Linked DNA regions of Mus musculus: region 1 is linked to region 2. Evidence: chromatin contacts called from public promoter capture Hi-C data. All regions are on one chromosome and are shown on one strand. The core of a region is the stretch at or near the end of the contact, and the rest is flanking DNA. Distances in the headings are between cores, read along the strand shown.

The links. Promoter capture Hi-C pulls out the DNA fragments that hold promoters and counts their contacts.
Region 1: a promoter capture Hi-C map of liver shows a contact between it and region 2, with 2.6 times the contacts expected there. The contact joins two enhancer-like sites. A contact is called at or near these places in 9 of 39 promoter capture datasets (the C10 cell line, the HPC-7 cell line, cranial neural crest and 5 more), 3 of 484 Hi-C or Micro-C datasets (embryonic fibroblasts and nephron progenitors), 8 of 115 datasets of contacts at active chromatin or transcription factors (embryonic basal ganglia, embryonic forebrain, embryonic limb bud and 5 more) and 1 of 9 other capture datasets (embryonic stem cells).

The regions. Positions count from the first base shown.
Region 1 is chr15:36,959,566-36,962,265 of GRCm38.p6, reverse strand. The region is part of intron 7 of Gm34590 (a long non-coding RNA gene); the gene reads right to left. Among named protein-coding and RNA genes, the nearest start is that of Gm34590, 23 kb to the right of the region's middle. Within about 2 kb of position 1,290, at least 136 of the 459 cell types and tissues checked have an H3K27ac peak or open chromatin away from gene starts, as enhancers often do. A contact at or near this core is called in the HPC-7 cell line, liver and pancreatic cancer cells, where this site is marked.
Region 2 is chr15:36,809,998-36,812,697 of GRCm38.p6, reverse strand. It overlaps Gm34472 (a long non-coding RNA gene), which reads left to right. Exons shown (of 3, transcript XR_383941.4): 2 at 450-640; 3 at 876-1,834. Among named protein-coding and RNA genes, the nearest start is that of Gm41298, 14 kb to the right of the region's middle. Within about 2 kb of position 1,372, at least 40 of the 459 cell types and tissues checked have an H3K27ac peak or open chromatin away from gene starts, as enhancers often do. A contact at or near this core is called in the HPC-7 cell line, liver and pancreatic cancer cells, where this site is marked.

The sequences.
Region 1 (2,700 bases), core at 41-2,540, 150 kb before region 2:
ATAAAAAGTTTGATGCTCGATTTGACAAATTACATTCAGATTCTACACAACCTCTCCTGTGTGCATCAGTCTGTGACGCTTTGCCCACCTGCGACTAGAGACCCGTTCCACGCAGACAAAGGGGCCCAGAGGGTCTGCGGCAGAATGGGAAGGACCCAGCTTTAGAAACAGGCAGGTAAACAGGGTGGTTGCAGACAGTGAAAGGCTCTCCTCTGCCTGAGGTTTACTTTCTTTAAAGGACAAAAACAAAGCATCTGTTTAGTGTATGTGTGTCTATTGTGTGTGTGTCTGTGTGTGTGTCGTTTGTATGTATGTGTCTGTGACTCTCTGTGTGTGTAGAGGTCAGAGGACAGCTTGGGGAAGTCAGTTCTCTTTCCACCATGTAGGTCCCAGGGCATCAAATTCAGACTGTCAAGCTTGACAGCAACTATCTTTACTCACTGAGCCATCACAGTATCCCCAAGGCTGACTACCTCATCTATAAATGGTAAAGAAGCACCGACCTGTTGGGTCTGGGGTCTAAATGCATGGAAGCTCTCAACTGTGCAGGGCACACAGCAAGCACGTCATATACATTAGCTCTTACCAATTACTGGTTGTTCTGTAGAAAGGAATGCTAAGCCTTGACAGTTCTCTGTAATGACGGCTTGCTTGTCAAAGTGTCCCAAGACATTGGTAAATGGCTCTGTTCTGCTCACTCGTACCCGCTCATCTCACCTCCCACCCCAACTCCTATAAAGGCAATGGAAATATCTTCAACATCGATGGAGACTTGAGTCCAGCATGATACTAAAGAGAAGCATCAGCCGGGCGTGGTGGCGCACGCCTTTAATCCCAGCACTCGGGAGGCAGAGGCAGGTGGATTTCTGAGTTCGAGGCCAGCCTGGTCTACAAAGTGAGTTCCAGGACAGCCAGGGCTACACAGAGAAACCCTGTCTCGAAAAACCAAAAAAAAAAAAAAAAAAAAAAAAGAGAGAGAGAGAGAGAGAAGCATCTTTCACGGCTCTTGTGACTTCTTCATCCTTTCTGGATACCTCCCACAATGGCTATCTTAGTTGGCCAGTGAACATGTTGACAAGGGCCTTCCTGTATCTGGATGGAGAGGACGCTCTGGCCTACTTGGGACTAGCTGAGGCCACTGATCCCTTGCAGACTGTTAGTGGGTGATGAGTTAACCAGAGAAAGAAGCCAGACACCTCTATATCTGTTGCCTTCCTGGGACTGGGTGCAGCCCTGCATCTGACAGCAGGTTTGTGCCTCTCCAGAAGGATGAAAGTGCTGACCTTTGAGGACTCAGATGGCTCTCCCACGCCGTTTCCTCTGCTGGGCATGCAAGAGAGTCTCCGGTTTGTAGCCAAAGCAAATATAGATCCCAAATTATTTCAGGAATTAACATTTACTTCAGATCAAAGTCCAGAATGTGCATTCTCTGATGGATGTGTGTGTGTGTGTGTGTGTGTGTGTGTGTGTGTGTGTGTGTGCAAATGAACACCCAAGTCCACATACCTACATTTGTGCTATTGAGAGAAGACTAGCAATAGCACTGGTTTCACAACAGCGTTGGCTTCTGCGCAGCTCTCACAGATAGGTTAATTTTATGTATTCATGTTTCTTGTCTGGCCTCCAAAGGCAACATAAGCAGAATGGTGCGGAGGTAAGTGGTGAATCAGGGCTTAATTACAGGGACCTTTGTCCAACTGACATGCCGATAACTGGCCCCAGGGATGATTCAGCAGTAAACTTGCCACCGTTCTAGAGAAAGCCCTAGCTAGGATGACGTCATGCCTCGCCACACCCACCGTTTCTGTTTGCCTCTCCCCAGAGCCCCAGTCCCATCTGTGGAACTCAGAGTGCCATCTGCATTGTGAAGAATATGCGTTTTATTACTGAAATAGCATCCCCGTGTCCAACGGTGGCCCTCTAGCACTTCACATTTCATAGCGCCCTAGAAAAGAAAGAAATCCTAGCCCTCGGGAAAGATTCCGCAGCACATCGTGAGCTCTGTCTGCAGCCGCCTGGATCAGGGACTGGATATTTAATCTTTGTACTCCATGGGTATTTATACTTTGAAGCAAAGGGATTGGTTTAACTTAATCCCTGGAAATTGAGGTGTGTGGCTAGACTTGCTACAAAGAAAGCATTGCAGAGTGTGAAGAGAAATGGGTGTGAGCCAGTCCACGCATCTGGTTGTGCAGGGCCCACACATGCTTTGGGTGGTCTAGTTCTCCCTTTCTCCCTTTTTTTTCCTGAGCAATAAAACCAGACAAGCATTTCTGAGAGGCACCTTTATCTTCATCTACTAATTTTAGGTTTTTTTTTTGTTTTGTTTTGTTTTGTTTTGTTTTTGCTATGCCTGAAGAGAGACATTGTTCGTTTTATTTCAGTTATCCATTTTGAAGAGCAGTGGATAGAGCTGAGGTCCGCAGAGCTGGCTAAAAAAGGAAACCCAAACTGTTAATCTCACCTTTCTCTTCTGCCTCTTGATGTCATGATGTAGGGAACTCTTGCAGCCAGTTTGCAAAGAAGAAAAAGGGCAAAAAGGGCAGAAGTTTGGGTCCTTGATGTTGCCAAGTGGCCAACAAACCAAAGCTAGGTAGAACTGCCCTGTCCCCAACCATCTTGTCATATAAGTTAATACATCATTTGTCACTTAAACTAGGTGGATCAAGGTTTTCTGTTCTATAAACACTGAAAATATCA
Region 2 (2,700 bases), core at 123-2,622:
AAATGTAGCAGATAAATGAGGCTTCCATACGTTAGAAACGTGTCCACTGCACAGGAAAAAACACCCAAGAGAGTGCAGAAGAAAGCTGGAATCTCACCTAGCAGCTGCATGCGGTGGAACAGGCCTGTAAACACCAATACTTGGGAGGCTGAGGCAGGAGGATCATGGGTTCCAAACCAGATCTGCTTAAGCTACAGAAGGAAAACCAGGCTGAAAAAAATAAAACTAAACCAGCTGCGGTAAGGATAGTTTTTAGAGGCCAGCGCTTATTTTTTGCCACATTTATTAAAAGAAAGAAAGAAAGAAAGAAAGAAAGAAAGAAGGAAGGAAGGAAGGAAGGAAGGAAGGAAGGAAGGAAAGAAAGAAAGAAAGAAAGAAAGAAAGAAAGAAAGAAAGAAAGAAAGAAAGAAAGAAAGAAAGAGAGAAAGAATTTGTTTTCAAATTCACAGGGCATTGTCCTAAAGGAAGTGACACTCCAGATTCCAGCGGACAGTAACGTTGATTGCAAGAACATGCTGGGGAGCTGGGGAGCGAGCCACACAGCTCTTCTGCGCTTCCAGAACACTGCTGTTTGACCAGTGACGCAGGAGAGAATGCAGAACGCAACCACCAGGAGTTCAGCCTGAGCAAGGCCCTTCAAGTGAGCTGAGGATGGCGATTAGTCCCTCACCTGAGAGGCTCAAACCATGCCAACTTGCAGAAGCTAGTTGGGCTGCTTTCAGAAAAGGCAGCAGTGGGTGTGGTGGGAGCATGCGCAGTCTCCTAGCCCTGGCTGACAACGGTTCTATTAGTTCAAGACCGCGTATCTGCCCAATCGCCAAGACTTGTCGAGGCTTCTCTAACCTAGCTCACCAATTCTTCTTTCTCCCTCTCAGGGCAGATACAGACATGCCTCACTCGGAGGCTTCTTCAAGACCTGAATTGCTTGTCGAGTTATAGGAGTGTGGTTGGCAACAGACTTCAGCTCTTGGCTTCCTTAGGGTCCTCCTCACCTTTCAAGCCAGAAGCCAGGGACTGTCTTGATCAGTCTTCTGTCGCTATAACTTAACTCTACAGGCTGGGTAACGTATAAAGATTAAAGGTTTGCTCAACTAGTGCTTCTGGGGGGCCAGGTCAAGGAGCCACAGCCTATGAGAACCTCCTGGTGAGGTGGGTCCAGGCAACAGGAGGCAACAGAGGTGCATTCAAGTCATGGAGCTAAACTGCAGCAGCCCCACTCTGGTGATGAACCCAGAATCCAAACCTCATAATCTAATCATTCCTTAAGGCTCCACCCCCCACTTAAGCTTCGGAATGTGAACCTGGACCTGGGTGGGGCGGTCAAGCTGTAACAGTCACACGCTGCTTGGGCACATCCACGGTGACTGAACAGGACAAAGTGCAAAGTCCAGCCATCCTCTCCTACCACAGGACATGATAACATCACTTGTGTGAGCAGAACACCTCAGATAGAAACCTGTCAGGTCTGCTGCGGCTCATGATGGCAGTCGGCCTGGACAGGTGGCCTTCAGAGGCTGCACTTGCCAATCTGTTTCCTTCTCTTAAGTCTCCTCCCTGGAAAACATTCCTAGCCTCTTTGCAGCTCCTCACGTTGGGAACCTGCCCTTTCCTGAGGGGGCTGTCAGAGACCCTCTGAAGACTGACATCCTTTGGAAAAGTCTCCTCACAGGCCCGGCAGCTCACACCTGGAACACGGCAGCACCCAAGTGGCTGATGAGAGACCGACCATTCCTGCAAGTTTAAGGCCTGCTTGGACTGCATAGCAAGTTCCAAGGCCACCCTTGGCTACAAACTCTGTTTCAAATGCCTACAGAAAAGAAGGAAGAAAGGAAGAAGGGAAAAGGGAGGAAAGGGAGAGGGAGGAAGGGAGAAAGGGAGGGAGGGAGAGAGGGAAGAAGGGAGAGAGGGAAGAAGGGAGAGAGGGAAGAAGGGAGAGAGGGAAGAAGGGAGAGAGGGAAGGAGGGAGGGAGAAAAAGAAGGAAGGAGGGAGGGAGAGAGGGAGCAAGGAAAGGAGAGAGAGAAAGAAAAGGCAGGGAGGGAAAGGAGGGAAGGAAGGAAAGAAGGAAGGAAATGTGATCCCAGATCCTGTGCCATGCTATCCTTGCTGGAAACTGTGCTGACTCCAGCTGGCTCTCTCCTGGGAAGGCCAAGCTGGAGGGGACCACACAGTACTCAGAACAGTAGTCATCAAGGAGAAAATGAAGACTCCTGCAGACCTCTAGATTTAAGCCCCGTATTGGGCTTTATCCCTCCTTTCTTTTTTCTATTTTCTTCTTTTCCCATTTCTTATTATTTTTTTATGACAGGGTCAAGGCCAACCCTAGCCTTAATTGTAGACTCAGCCTCCCTTGTGTGCAGTGCTGTGGTTGGTTGCAGGTCTATGACATCACACAAATCCTTTCTGTTTGTTATTGTTGTCCTTTGCTTTATTTCTGGACACTCTGCGTGATACTGGATGACCTGATGCCTGCTGTGAAGACCATGTTCTCTATCCTCAAACTTATGGCAGAGCCCCTGCCTCTGTCTCCAGGACACTGGGACTATAGGCATGTGCTGCTGTAGTTTTTAAAAAATATTTTATTGATTCTTTGTGAATTTCACATCATGTACCCCAATCCCACTCATCTCCCCATCCCTTTGTACCCACCCTCTGTCCTTGTAACCTCTCCGCTAAAGGGAAAATAAATAAATAGCCTCACT